Linked DNA regions of Mus musculus: regions 2, 3, 4 and 5 are each linked to region 1. Evidence: chromatin contacts called from public Hi-C, HiChIP or PLAC-seq, Micro-C and promoter capture Hi-C data. All regions are on one chromosome and are shown on one strand. The core of a region is the stretch at or near the end of the contact, and the rest is flanking DNA. Distances in the headings are between cores, read along the strand shown.

Region 1 (2,700 bases), core at 21-2,520:
CTCTCTCTCTCTCTCTCTCTCTCTCTCTCTCTCTCTCTCTTCCTGTTTTAAAACCAAAAAGCCAACCCTTGCCTGCACAGGATCACCTCCTTCAGTCTTCACAAGGAGAGTACGCCCGCTTGAACCCAGAGTTGTGTGTAGGGTGTGCACATGTGCGGGCATAGCACTCTTATGAGCATGCGCACATTAGGTGTCTGCATAGTGCGGGGTGTGCTCGCGTGTGTGCACATGTTTCTGTATCAGAGACACGTAAGCAGTGTGCAGTTCAGTACAGGACATTAAACAAGCGCTGACAGGTATGTTAATGTTAAAATCTGTAATTCTAACTGATGTTCTGAATTCTTTTTACAATAAAACAACTTGCAGTCGTTTTATAGGTATGAAATATCGCGTTCAAAAGCCACGTTCAGCAAAGTTTACACCAGCATACGCATGGATGTAAGCCCTGGCTAATTTGTCACAGTCAGCAAGTCATTCTAATCACAGACTGCTGGGGAGAAGGTTGGAAGGGGGTCTAGTGCGCACTTGAGATGTGGGGATGCTGGGGGCAGCAGAGATCAAGGACTGACTGATGACGGGACTGGGAGGCGGGCGGGCGGACTAGCCTGAATGATGAACGTGACCAGAGGGAGACTGAAGAACTCAAGAGCTCCAGTCACTACTGCAGGCGCTGCCCAGACCTGCGACCTAGTGTGTCTGCGATTCCAAAGTCCGGAAAGCTTGATAATGTTCCTTCCTTCAACCTAAGGCCACCCGTGCGGGTCAGGATGACTCTTCCAAACCTGACCTGGGCTGGTGCCCTGTGACCCCAGGGGCACTGAGGCGCGGTTCCTACGGGGGCCCTGGGTGCCTGGCAGGTGCTGGCTGTGGCCTGGAACATCGCCAGGAAGTGCGCTGGCTCTGCAGGCTTCACCCGGGCAGTACAGAGGAGGCGGGGGCGGGGGGGGGGGTATGCTGTTCCAGGAGAAGAGCAGCTGGACTGCGGGGACCCGATTACCCGCCACTCCCCACCCCGGGCTCCAGATGTAGAGCTGAGACCCTCCTCAGTGCTCACGCAGCCACCTCACAGCCAGATCTCCCATGGTCTCTCACTTCCACGCCAACCACTACCTACAGGAGCCAGGCGGGGCAGAGGCCTTCAGATGCCCGGGGCGTGCCCTGCCCAAGGCGCCCGCTTGCCTTCCTACCTGTCTCTTGAAGCCCTGGAGCCGCCTTATCGGTGCCCAGCCTGGGTCAACTGTCAACTTCTCCAGCACCGACTACGAAAGCCAGGGGAGGGGAGGTTGGACTTTCTTTCCCCGCGGCTGGCTGGTTTCCTCCCCGCCCCATCTTCCCCCACCCAGTCGGCTGACACCCACCTCCAATCCCTGAAGGAGCACGGTGCCCCCACCGAGAGGCCCCGGGTACCCAGCATTGCCCCATGCCTCCTCCTTTTGGGTTCCTGCCAAGGCTTTGCTTATTCTTAAAACCTGTGGGCTCTGGGTCTTGGGTCTGAGCCAGCCACCTTTTCAGTCCCACTTCCGGTGCCCCAAGCTCTCCAGGTCTTTGTCAAAACCCCTCCTCGCTACACCAATCTCGCACCGACACACCTGGGTGTCCAACCACCTTCTGAATTTTATACTTTGGCTACAATCAGTTCACATTCACAGACAGACAGACAGACAGACAGACAGACAGACAGACAGACAGGAGAGAGAGAGAGAGAGAGAGAGAGAGAGAGAGAGAGAGAGAGAGAGATTCCCCATCACTATGAATTTACCTCATCCCTTTCCCGCTTTTGAAGCCTCTCCACTCACTCCATCCTGATCCTAGCGGCTGCAATTCCAATGGAGCATGGCAGTAAAAATCTGTGTAGATCGGCTGTGAGTTGAGGCTGGGTAACCACTGTAGCCACAGCCCTGGGCACCAGCTAGCATCAGAGCTATAGGCTCTTACCACTTCCACTTGTGGCAAATTTAATTTCCTTCCTGCTTTTACACCACCACCACCACAGTACCCCCCCCCTCCACACACACACAAATCAAGACATTTCCTTGCCAAACATTCCTTTTCAGAAAACAGAGTTTATTCATCCCTAGAAAAGGGCCTTGGCCCCGGGCCTGTGGAGGTCACAGAAAGAAGCGGGGCTCCTTGCTGACCCTGACCCTGTCACTTCTCTGGCTTTTCTGCCTCCTTCAGAGTTGGGTTGGTGTTTGCACTGAGGGAAGCAGGAAGCTCTTTATATTTCCCAGTGCAGGAGGGGACAGAGACCTGGTTTCAGGGCCCAGGAACACGGGGATTCTTGGATAAAGATGAACTTGGCAGCAAAGGGAGTGATGTGACTTAGAACCTCCCTAGAAAAGGAAAATGTTTCTTCACTCACAATCGACACACACACACACCGCACCACCACCACCCCCCCCACCCCCGCCTCCATCTCCGACCTTCCTGAACTAGGTCAAAGGTCCTTGTTAAAAAAAAAAACGGCAGGAAAAGGTTTCTCCTACTGCAGAAGGCTGGGGCAGCTACGAAGCAACCTTTTCTGATGGTTTTGGTTTGAGGGCTCCTTTTCAGATGCCTGGACTTGGACCCTTTTGTTCTGCCTCAGGGCAGCATCTCTCGGAGCCTAGGCTGGCCTCCGTGTGCAGCATAGGATGATTTCCTGAGTGCCGCGGTTATAGATCCTATGCCCAGCTCATGTAGTCCTAGACGTCAAAGCCA
Region 2 (2,700 bases), core at 166-2,665, 160 kb before region 1:
AACTCAGAGATACTATAAAATAATAAACGTAATAAATGTTTTAAGCTAGTAAGTTGTAGGGTGATTTGTTAGACAGCTAAAGATACCAGACACACATTTCATTTTGTAAACAAGAAACTGAAGCTTAGGGAGATTTAGCAACTTTCCTAATTAATCAACTGGAACTTTCCTACAGGTACAGTTAGTTTGTAAATGGCAGAACCAAAATTATTAATGACTATGGTGTGGGTGAGTGTTAGGCTCAAGAGGGCATAAGTTCAAGTGGTACATACCTTGCAGTCCCAATACTTAAGCAGCTAAGGGAGAAGTGTCATTAAACTGCCATTAAACTATGACAGTCTGGCCTACATAGTGAGAACAGGTCTCAAAACAAAGCAAGAAGGGTCCAAGTTTAAATTTACTCTCTTGTAAGGCTCCATGTGGCTGGGGTTTGAGAGTTCTCAAAGGCATTCTGCTTGAGCAATCTTTGGAAAATAGCCATGTTTCCAGGAAACTCTCTGCACGCATGTAAAACAGGGATGGACAAACCTTTAAATGGTGCTAAGTACTTTGCTTGGCCCACTCCCTGCTGTAGAAGAATAGCTGGTCCGCCCAGAGATTTGGTGATAGTAACTAGGGCCCCCTTTCAATAGCACAATGGCAGCATTATGAGCTGACACCTTACCCATTTTATAAATAAGCACACTATAAGCACATCATTTTTCTTGAGGATGAAAATGAGTATTTACTAGTAAGGCATGGTATGGCATTAAAAAAAAAATCACAGGGGCTGGAGAGATGGCTCAGTGGTTAAGAGCACTGACTGCTCTCCCAGAGGTCCTGAGTTCAATTCCCAGCAACCTCATGGTGGCTCACAACCATCTGTAATGGGATCGGATGCCCTCTTCTGGTGTGTGTCTGAAGAGAGTGACAGTGTACTCATATACATAAAATAAATACATCTTTAAAAAAAAATCCCAGGCATCTGGAACAGAAAAGCAAACAGCTCTGCCCATGAGAACGGCCCCTTCCACACTCTCCCCCACTTTGCCTTCTCATCCACAAACCAGTCTTGAACTTTGAAGCCACAGTGCTCAGTTCCAGCACGGGAAAAACGGCTTGGCACTTCCATCTATTAGAAGTTCTTCTGCTTGGGATGGTAAAATCATCTTTTGCCTTGTGTTCAGCCAGAGGTCACCTTTATGAAGACATGTCCTTGGCTTGGCTACATAAATCTGTCCTTCCTTTGTCAGCTCTGACCAGCTGCCAGAGCAGCAGTCTTTGAACTTGGGGAGGCTTCCCAAGAAGATACGGAACAAGAGCCTTATAGAATGCATCCCAGGCACTTTTTTCCTTTAACGAGTGAGTGGCAGACACTGCACTTTACCTATCAGTGCACTTAAGCAAGCCAGTGTAAAGTCCACAGGCAGCACTGGGAGGGGGCAGCCTCCGGAGGGGAGGGCTGGCTCAGCGCTCTCCTGGGCTCCCAGACCAGTTTTCTGTCTCTCATGGCGGCTTCTCTCTTGCTTTCTCTTCTTCTTTCCTCAGGTCTTTCTCCTCCCCAAGCCCCTCTTTTCTTCCTAACTCTTTCCACCTTGTTAACTACTTCTTATCAGTAATCTTGCCTCCAGTGGCTGGCGGGGCGGCAGGTAACTCTGGCCCTGGTCTGCTCCCACCGCAACTTACTTCTCTAGCCCATCTGGAACTGGAATTGTGTCTAGAAAAGGGGGATCGGAGGATTGAAGACTTCCACAGGCAAGACATAGAGCTTATCGAAGGTGGGATTTGGCTCTTTAGACCAAAAAGCAAGCAAACAAACAAGCAAATAAATAAAATAAAAACCAAAAGCAAAAAAAAAAAAAAAAAAATGCCCAAAACAACAACAAAAAAAAAACCCAACCAAACAAACAATCAAAAACAACAACAACAAAACAAAACCCAAAACTAAACAAAAGAAAAAGAAAAAGAAATGAACGGAGACTTGAGTGTTGAATGTTGCTCTGTAAGAAGAAGGTAGAGAGGAAATGCCTTAGAGCCCATGAAGGCCTGGGCTTCTACTGTACCCCTCAGATATCAGGGTACCACAGTGAGTCCCCCATTTTGCACTCAGTTGGTAGAGTCACATTTGAGTCACATTAGAGTCACATTTGCCGCTAGCATACCTGCCATCATGGTCTGAATCAAGAGGTTCTGAACAGATAGCATCTACAGCAACCTCCACAGGCAGCCATACCAAACACAGAGCTGCAGACAAGCAGGCTCCAGGGCTCTTGATTTCTAAGAGGCCCTGTGGGGGGCTGGGAGTGCTGGAGAAGTACACAGAGCAGGGAGGCGAAGCAAGGGGCAATGGTAGCAGGCTAACCCCATGTGGATAAAACCAAAGACTTCGAGCAGTTTTGTTAACCCAACACCCTTGGTTAGTTCTAAGTGTGCATCTTAAAGCCTTCCTTCTTTCAACTTTTCTTCTTCCTGCTGGTTGTACACATTTATTTTAATTTTCCTCTTATTTTACAAAGGGGAACCTTGGGAAGTAGATGGGTAGGAGCGACCCAGGACAAAAGCTTGTTTTTAGTGGTTGAGATAATGAGTGGCTGACCTTTGTGGCAATTATTCACCAACTTTTGTGATAGCAGTCTGAGTTCCTAAACTTAGTGGTCGAGTCCCCTTCTCGAGACTGCCCTAATTCTATGTTCTGTATGGCACCTCATCACTGTGGCTGTG
Region 3 (2,700 bases), core at 118-2,617, 220 kb before region 1:
CAATGAACGAGAGCTTCTGGTTCTCCCACCTCGACCTGTGGGTGCTGGGATTGCAGTGCTGTGCCTTCTTGCCAGGTTTACCCTGTGCTGGGGATAGCACCCAGTACTACTCCAAGCAAGCACTCTACCAACGGAGCCACACCCTCTAGCCCAAGTGTATGAAGCTTGTCTCAATGTCAGAATACTAATGGCTTCTCCTGAGAGTTCTTTCCCCCATCACTGCCTGAGAGTTCTGTTGATTCTCCTGCCTCCTTTGCTGGAACCTCCATATGCAGCTAAAAACCAAGAAAAATTAAAAATATTGGAAACTTCGTAGAAGAGTGCTTGCCAAGTTTGAGTTCCCACACTGCCACAAGAAAAGACAGAAGACATTCTAAAAGAACATTAGGGGATGTGGGTGTAACACTGCGGACTTTATTATTAGGAGCCTCTCCCCTTGTCTTATGATGCCCTTTTAATTTAGCAGCGGAATTGAAGGACCAGCTTCAGGCAAACAGCATCACTATAACAGGCTTCTTCCGGTCCAGTCCAGTCCAGTCCAGTCCTATCTCCTTCCCACCAAGTCCTAGATCATTTGGAGCTACCCTTTTCTTCACTTCTGAGTTCGAGGCCAGCCTGGTCTAGAGTGAGTTCCAGGACAGCCAGGGCTATACAAGAAACCCTGTCTCAAAAAAAACCAAAAGCAAACAAACAAACAAACACCCACAGGGAACTTTGAGCAAAGGGAAATGTGGAGGGCTGCTCACCTGGGGGCAGGAAGAGCGTGGCGCGCACCCGGCCCTCTCGTACGGGCACGCGCCGCACCCCGGGAGCCAAGAAGTGACGCTCGTGCACCGCCTGCGCCAGCCGCTGCCCGCCATCGGGCTCGTGTCCGTCCAGCACCTCCAGCTCCACCAAGAAGGGCGTCTGCACGTCGCGCTTGATCAGGCGCCAGAGAGGCCGTTCGGGCTCCATGGCCCAGAGCAGCCCCATGGGCTCGAGCCCCGAGAAGCTGCCGCCCAGCGCGGGCGCGCGCGCCAGGTTCAGCTCGCCGCCAGCGTCGGCGCGGTAGCGCGCGTGGGCTCGGAAGAGCGCGCCCTTCTCGTCGCGCAAGGCAGAGCGCAGCGTGACGGGCTGCTCGGGGGCCAGGCCGCGCACGGCGATGCTCAGCGGCTCGTCCCAGCAGCTGCGGCCCTCGGGCTCTACGCTCAGCGTCGCATTTGTCCGCGCCCAAGTGGTCCGGCCACCAGTGCTGAGCGGCGGAGGTACAAACAGCCGCGCCCAGCTCTTCCAATCCTGTTGGCACAACCTGCTTGCTCTCAGGACAGCGAAAGACGAGGCCACCATTTTGCGTCGTTGACTTCAGCCCTCGGTTCCGCAGAGAAAGTTAAGAGATCCTCTAGTGGCCAGCTGCCTGCCTGCAGTCCTTAGACTGAGCTGTGTGCTTGCTGAGCTGGGAGGATCACAGAGCAAAGCAAGCAACAAAAGCAAAAGTAGTAGTGACGCTTTGACTAAGGCGTCTGTGCGTTAAGACTCCGTTATATCCGGAACCTAGCACTGTTTTTCAGGTGCTCTTTACCCCATGAAAAGTGGGCTGGACCAGGGCTCGCTCTTAAAAGCCTCTCACCCAATGAAACCTCCAGTCGCCAAATTCCTAAGGTTGCAGAGTCAAGAATGTGAGATTGCAATTGAGTTTCATCACGTCCTAGAGTAATAGACACTCGTTACTAATCTTAGGACTGTTCTTTCAAAAACGTGCATCATGATATTTTGTTTGTGTGCTGTTTGCGCGTGCTTAGTCTACACATTAATGTCCATGTCCAATGGCCTTAATGTCTCATGGGCTGTGTGACCCTTTACCTACATTCCACACTCGTGTAAAAATAGTCAAATGATGTCATAGTTTACATTGAGCTCGTCTTTTGACCCTCTAGGCAAACACTTTTTCCTACTCATCCCGGATTTTACACATTTCCCAAGTGTTATATAAGCTATTGCTTCCAATCAGTGATTTTTTTTTCTTCCAAGGCCTTAAACCTTACAAGGATTATTGCACATCTTTATTATTACAGAAACCTGAGACTATATAAGTTGTATTTGTCTCTGTTCCTAAGAAGACAACTGTGTTAGATTTTGTTTACTTGACCCAAACTAGAAACACCTTGGAATAGGCAGGGATCCTCACTTGGGGCAATGCCTGTATCATATTGGCCTATGTGTCACTGATGGTTTGTGTGGGAGGACCTAGCCCACTGCGGGAGGTTCCACGCTGGGCAGGTCAGCTAGATTTTATTAGAAAGCTGGGGGTGGGGATGGGGCCTGGAGAATTAGCTCAGAGGTTAAAAGTACAGGCTGTTCTTCCGAAGGACTTGAACTCATTTCCCTCAGCCATAAGGGAGCTCACAGCATTCTGCAAGTTCAACTCTAGGGATCAGAGACATACAAACGGTGTGTGTGTGTGTGTGTGTGTGTGTGTGTGTGTAGGGAAACAAGTCATTGCTCCCCTGTGGTTCACGCCCCCTGCTTGAGTTGCTGTTTGACTTTCCTCAGGAAATGAATGCCAAATACACCTTTTCCTCCGCTAGCTGTTTTTGGTCGGAGTTTTATCACACTTATAGAAAAAGCAGGCTAGGGTATCTACCTTGAAGATCTTGCCCAGGCAAAACTTTTCACCGAGTTTCAAATGACCTCGCACCGCACTGGTCATGGAACTTGGAAATA
Region 4 (2,700 bases), core at 170-2,669, 250 kb after region 1:
TTATTGTGCTCACTTCAATTAGGGTCCCTCCTCCAGAGCTCTTTGACTGATTACACTTGGGAATATGTGCCAGATAGTTTTGTGTTAACTTGACATCGGAGAGGAGAGCTTGATGCAAAAGGATAGGTGTTCAAAATCATCCTTGGCTATATGGCAAGTGTGAGCCAGAATGGAATATATGAGACCATTGTCAGAAAGGGAGGGAGGGAGAGAGAGAGAGAGAGAGAGAGAGAGAGAGAGAGAGAGAGAGAGAGAGAGAGAGAGGAAGGAAGAGAGAAAGAAAGAAAGAAAGAAAGAAAGAAAGAAAGAAAGAAAGAAAGAAAGAAAGAAAGAAAGGAAGGAAGGAAGGAAGGAAGGAAGGAAGGAAGGAAGGAAGAAAGAAAGGCTGGGCAGTGGTGGCACATGCCTTTAATCCCATCACTTGGGAGGCAGAGGCAGGCAGATTTCTGAGTTCAAGGCCAGCCTGGTCTAAATAGTGAGTTCCAGGACAACCAGGGGAACACAGAGAAACCCTATCTCAAAGCAGCAGCAGCAGCAGCAGCAGCAGCAGCAGCAGCAGCAGCCGCCGCTACCGGGTTTGTAGGCACAAGATGGCTCAGTGGATAAAGACAATTGATGCCCAACGTGATTGCCCATTGTGATTGCCTGAGTTTTATCCCTGGAATCTACAAGGTAGAAGGAGAGAGCAGGCTTGTTCTCCCACCTTCACAAGTTTCTTGTGGCATGCACTTGTCCCTCTCCATGCAGGCAAATAAATGGGAAAAAAACCGAAACGCAGCTTTGCACTTAAGACTGTATGCCAAGGAGCTGACTAGCCTGTATTCAAAGTTTTGTTCTTTCACAGTTTCACATTAGTTGTGGGACCTTGGAGATGTTGCTTAGCATCCATTAACCACAGTTTTCCCATTTGAAAGGTGAGGAGACTAAGTCCCCGCTATGAGGAATAGACATCCTTAGATTGATCAAGTAAAAGCACTTGGACCTGCGCCCGGCCCAGGGTGAGCACTCAGGAATTTCCTGACAAGGATCCCAGAGCTTTTCTCACAGGCACAGCTGGACCCCATGAGAACAGACTGGGGAAGCGCAGGAAAATGTCCGGGGGTGGGGGTAGGGGGTGGGGTTGGGGTAGGGGGGTTCTGGCATCTGTTTTCCCACCAGGAGGCATGAGTGTGACTCTTCCAACACATAGCCTAAAACTGAGACCAAACCTGTTCCCCTGCCTCAGAAGCTCATCTGATCTCCAGGATGGAAGTTCCTGCAAGATAAGCTCCTCTTTGTATAAAAGGCATCTCCTGCTACCTCTAATTTCTAATGGGGGAGGGAGGCTGACTCATTTTCTGGAACTAAATAAGCATTCGTTCCCACTAGCCTCATAGCATGAGTGCCACCGTTAATGAGCTGCAGTGTTGCCCGTTGCTGTAGGCATCATTAGAGAAACCCCAGCAGAGGTCTGTTTATTGCCAGGGGAGGTATCAGAGGCAGAGAAAGCACAGCTGGGGCTCCCAGTGCCCAGCACATGTGCAGTTTGGGAGGCTGGAGTAATCACCCTCAGAGTTGTGGAGTCAGGACATATATTCCAAGAGGAATAAAACCGGGTGAGATAGAGGGTTTTGCTTGCACAGGGTGATTTGGTGTGTGTGTGTATGTGTGTGTGTGTGCGCGTGTGAGTGTTGGGCCAGGGTGGCTAGAACCATTTCTTAGGTTCTGAAAGTCTGAATACCTCAAGGAACTAGGGTAGTGAAATTGAAAGTACAGATAGGTGCTACGGGAGTTGTTAGCTGATCAATGTCCAGCCCCGGATCTGGTGTCCTAGGTCAAGATTGTGCTCAGTAAATGTGCATTGCAGGTGACGTAGACTGGCAGAGCTATTGGGGACAGCCCATCAACTTGGGCTTACACAGGACAACGCAGGACAACATATACACACTATACACGACAAAATCCACTGCTCTCTTCGCTGTGAGGCTGAACAAGTCTGCGGAGGTGCTTACGTCATGCCCTGACAGTTGGCAGAGAATACCAACTTTGCATCGAACATCCACCCTTCATAGAACATGACCCAGCTTCCACAGGATAGTTACCAGGTGATGGATTTAGATGTGGCTGCCTTTGTCTGGGTTGGTCTGCATGAGCTTGCTATGATTGCTGTTAACAACATGTCACAGACTGGATGGTGGCAGACAGCAGAAATTAAATTTCCCACAGTTTGGAAAGGTAGAAGTTCAAGTCATTGGGAGATTTGACTTTTTATTTTATTATTTTATTATTTTGAAAATATCTATTTATTACATGTAAATACACTGTAGCTGTCTCCCAACACACCAGATCTCATTACAGATGGTTGTGAGCCACCATGTGGTTGCTGGGAATTGAACTCAGGACCTCTGGAAGAGCAGACAGTGCTCTTAACCACTGAGCCATCTCTCCAGCCTGACTTTTTATTTTTATTTCTTTTCTTTTCTTTTTTAAAAAGGACTTATATATTATATGTAAGTACACTGTAGCTATCTCCATACATCCCAGAAAGGGGTATCAGATCTCATTACCGATGGTTGTGAGCCACCATGTGGTTGCTGGGATTTGAACTGAGGACCTTTGGAAGAGCAGTCAGTGCTCTTACCTGCTGAGCCACCTCTCCAGCCCTTTATTTTTACTTCTGAGGCTTCTCCCCTTGGCTTTGCAGCCTGGACTTTCCTCTGT
Region 5 (2,700 bases), core at 104-2,603, 170 kb after region 1:
GCCAATCTCTTTTGAGGGACACACATAGACCAATATATTTACTTTATAAGCAAGGTTATGAAATAATCTGGCAAAGCTACACACAGCCACAGAGGCAGTCTTAGGGATAAAACCTTTGTCATGCCAACCAACCTCAGGCTTATTTAAAACTTGTTAGCTTAACTTTTATAAAATCCCTTCTTCTCCATACACCATCTTATTTCTGGTAAACACTTTTTAATGTGATTGTAGATGGCTTAGTTCTTATTATCCTGGTTGGTGATGTGGTACAGGTAAAAAAATAAAAAGTTCATCCAGGTTTGCCGCTGTTGGCTCTGTGTCATGAAGAGTTAATTTTCAGCAATATAATCCGTATACATAGCTCATTCACTATTTTGTAGATTTGGCTTAACTATTGATCTAATTATGTCCTGAGATCTATGAGTGTCCTCTTGAATCAGAAGATGAGGTCTTATCCAGTGTTGTCAATAATTTGCTGTGTACCTTGGCAAGTAACCTAACCTTAGTTTTCTCTCTCAGGTTAACCATTATCAAGATAAAAATCATATGTTAAGATTGGCAGAGCCATCAGAAATTACACAGCAAAATTCCTTTATTTTATGGAAGGACTGAGTGATTTACCCTACCAACCTATGTAGTTAGTTTTCCTAGGCATTACAGACCAGTATCTTTTCCATGCATTGTATTTTCTCTCAATATTGTCTCAAGAAATAAATGAGAAAAAAGTGAAAGTACTAAACAAATATAAAGCTATTATTAAAAAAATCAGACAATAGTATTACAGACACTGTTATCTTAAATTTTATTGGAGTGTGTACTGTAACTATTCTGCACAATATAAAAATTAGAAGTTATGATGTCTATGTATGGAAAAAGGCAGAAAAGGAATAAGGCTGGAACAAAATTAACAGTTGATTAACTTTGAAGGGAAAACAAAACAGCCTCAAGCATAGTAATATCCTCTCAATGTTTACTGGTATTTTTCCACTTTGAGCATTTCTGAAGGAAAGATGTACAATAATAATGTGCCGTGCCATTTCCTGGTTATATAGAACATCATATCTTTTGTTTAATTTACAATACTCCTTCCCGGGCCACTGCCCTAAACTAGTCGCTGCAACCTGCAAAAACCTCAGCCCCGGCCGAGACTCTAAGTCCCGAAATGCTTTCAGGCTTGTCTGTCCCGCCTATTCGCAACGACGATGCTTCCATCGGGAATTGTAGTCATGTGGAGCTTGTATTTCAGGGCTGTAGGGCAGAACGACAATCCCCCCAAAACTACAACTCCCAAAAGGCCGCAAGCGCCCTTCCCGCTCCCCGTCGTCGCGCTCCGCCCCTGGCCGCTCCTCCCTAGCTGGGCTGCGCTGTTCATGCCTTCCTGTTGGTCTGAGCTGGGAGAAGTTCACTCTGATCAGCTGATTCCAACTGACAACAAGAGAGGAGGAAGCCTGGGAGGCAGCAGAGGAGGAGGGGGCGGAGATGGAGCTGAGGATGGATCCGCCGGGGCCCTAGAGCAGCCCGGGTCCTGTCGGCAATCCGCGTCCCCCACACCGCCTTGCCTTGGCCGAACTGCTCCGGGTGGGCTCTGTGGGCCGCGGCGGAGAGGGCGGGGGCGCCTTGGCCCAGCCCCGGGCGAGTGCTGGTCCCGGGGCTCCCTCCAGTCGCTCCTAGGAGGAAGGGGGGACGGGTGCGGCTCGAGTGGGGGTGGGGTGGCATAAACAATGGATTCGGCTCCGGGATGTGCGGGTTTGTGTGAAATTTGGGGGGCCTTCTTTGTTCTTCGTCTCCGCTGCCACCCCTTGGGTTGTGGTGGTGGTGTCCGGGAGCAAGGTGGGTGAGGGACCCTGGATTGGAGAGAGGCGTCGAGGTTTGGGGGGGGGGGGTTTGCTCCGAGTGGCATATTGTTTGCTTGGCCTGGTGGTGGTGAGGGTCAGCTGTTCTTTTGAAGGTTGGTTTTCTGTTTTTCTTAGTAGTGACAAGTTTTGATTTTTGTTTCCCTTTTGGGAGCTGACTGGACACGTCTGAGGTTAAGGTGAAAATAAGGTCCCCTGGTTACTCCCTTGCCTTGTTTATCTGAAGATCAGATGGATAGATTGGCTACTGAAAGGGAGGAGTGAATATCTGAAAGGAGGACTTTACACTTGGTTGTGCTCTTGGAATAGGAGGCAAAGGTAGGGAGAATTAGGAGTGTAGTTACGTTAGTGACCCAAAACCCCCTTTCCTGTCTTCCCAAGTTTTTGACTTGGTTTGTTTTGTTTTAAGTGTTTGAGTGACAAGAGAAAATGAGTTGTTTTGACTCACTGTAGGGCCTGGCTCTACTGTGCGCCTAAGTGCTGGAATTCTGCCTCCTGTTGCTGCCGGTTCTCTTCCTCTGTAGAGAGGAGGCACAGGAGGAAGCTCAGTAGTTGTCTTACTGTTTTTGAAAATGAAGTTGGGACTATTGTTGTCAATTTTAGAGTCCTTACTAGACCTTTGCTCGACTAGAGCTGAGAGAGTCCATTTTATAAGGATAATTGGGTTTGTAGAGGTCTTTGAGGGTGGTGTGAATTTATTGTTACAATATTTTTCTTAGCTTTTTACAGACCTCCTTTTCCATTTCTCATATATAAGGAGCAGGTGCAGAGGGCTTAGCCTCCTAAAAGCTGTCTGTTTAGTGATTTTGAATCAGAGCTTAATGAAATGAGAAGAGCATTTTACCAA

The links. Promoter capture Hi-C pulls out the DNA fragments that hold promoters and counts their contacts. Hi-C and Micro-C count contacts between places; a contact is called where the count stands out from the background. HiChIP or PLAC-seq counts read pairs in DNA pulled down with a chosen protein or histone mark.
Region 2: a promoter capture Hi-C map of liver shows a contact between it and region 1, with 6 times the contacts expected there. The contact joins the enhancer-like site here to the promoter of Papln in region 1. A contact is called at or near these places in 18 of 39 promoter capture datasets (the 3T3-L1 cell line, 3T3-L1-derived adipocytes, the C10 cell line and 11 more), 2 of 15 datasets of contacts at CTCF or cohesin (pro-B cells and stem cell-derived epiblast-like cells), 14 of 484 Hi-C or Micro-C datasets (8-cell embryo, the G1E-ER4 cell line, Sertoli cells and 4 more), 13 of 115 datasets of contacts at active chromatin or transcription factors (the NIH/3T3 cell line, the SCID.adh cell line, bone marrow-derived macrophages and 5 more) and 3 of 9 other capture datasets (adipose tissue, embryonic stem cells and liver).
Region 3: a contact with region 1 is called in an HNF4G HiChIP or PLAC-seq map of pancreatic cancer cells, with 9 times the contacts expected there. The contact joins the promoter of Acot2 here to the promoter of Papln in region 1. A contact is called at or near these places in 1 of 39 promoter capture datasets (the SN4741 cell line), 1 of 115 datasets of contacts at active chromatin or transcription factors (pancreatic cancer cells) and 3 of 9 other capture datasets (adipose tissue, liver and pancreatic islet).
Region 4: a contact with region 1 is called in a Micro-C map of the G1E-ER4 cell line. The contact joins the enhancer-like site here to the promoter of Papln in region 1. A contact is called at or near these places in 1 of 39 promoter capture datasets (embryonic stem cells), 2 of 15 datasets of contacts at CTCF or cohesin (embryonic stem cells and pro-B cells), 14 of 484 Hi-C or Micro-C datasets (the G1E-ER4 cell line, the HL-1 cell line, the N1E-115 cell line and 1 more), 1 of 115 datasets of contacts at active chromatin or transcription factors (embryonic stem cells) and 1 of 9 other capture datasets (embryonic stem cells).
Region 5: a contact with region 1 is called in a Hi-C map of uterus. The contact joins the promoter of Zfyve1 here to the promoter of Papln in region 1. A contact is called at or near these places in 1 of 484 Hi-C or Micro-C datasets (uterus), 1 of 115 datasets of contacts at active chromatin or transcription factors (embryonic stem cells) and 1 of 9 other capture datasets (adipose tissue).

Annotation. Positions count from the first base shown.
Region 1 is chr12:83,762,204-83,764,903 of GRCm38.p6, reverse strand. Papln (papilin, proteoglycan-like sulfated glycoprotein) reads right to left here and starts at 1,270. Exons shown (of 27, transcript NM_130887.3): 1 at 1,188-1,270.
Region 2 is chr12:83,924,041-83,926,740 of GRCm38.p6, reverse strand. The region is part of intron 1 of Gm31386 (a long non-coding RNA gene); the gene reads right to left. Among named protein-coding and RNA genes, the nearest start is that of Gm31386, 3.5 kb to the right of the region's middle. Within about 2 kb of position 1,415, at least 16 of the 459 cell types and tissues checked have an H3K27ac peak or open chromatin away from gene starts, as enhancers often do. A contact at or near this core is called in liver, where this site is marked.
Region 3 is chr12:83,986,528-83,989,227 of GRCm38.p6, reverse strand. It overlaps Acot2 (acyl-CoA thioesterase 2), which reads right to left and starts at 1,367. Exons shown (of 3, transcript NM_134188.3): 1 at 747-1,367. The coding sequence starts at 1,326.
Region 4 is chr12:83,511,695-83,514,394 of GRCm38.p6, reverse strand. No RefSeq gene overlaps it. Among named protein-coding and RNA genes, the nearest start is that of Dcaf4, 7.4 kb to the left of the region's middle. Within about 2 kb of position 1,419, at least 24 of the 459 cell types and tissues checked have an H3K27ac peak or open chromatin away from gene starts, as enhancers often do. A contact at or near this core is called in the G1E-ER4 cell line and the N1E-115 cell line, where this site is marked.
Region 5 is chr12:83,595,875-83,598,574 of GRCm38.p6, reverse strand. Zfyve1 (zinc finger, FYVE domain containing 1) reads left to right here and starts at 1,353. Exons shown (of 12, transcript NM_183154.4): 1 at 1,353-1,578.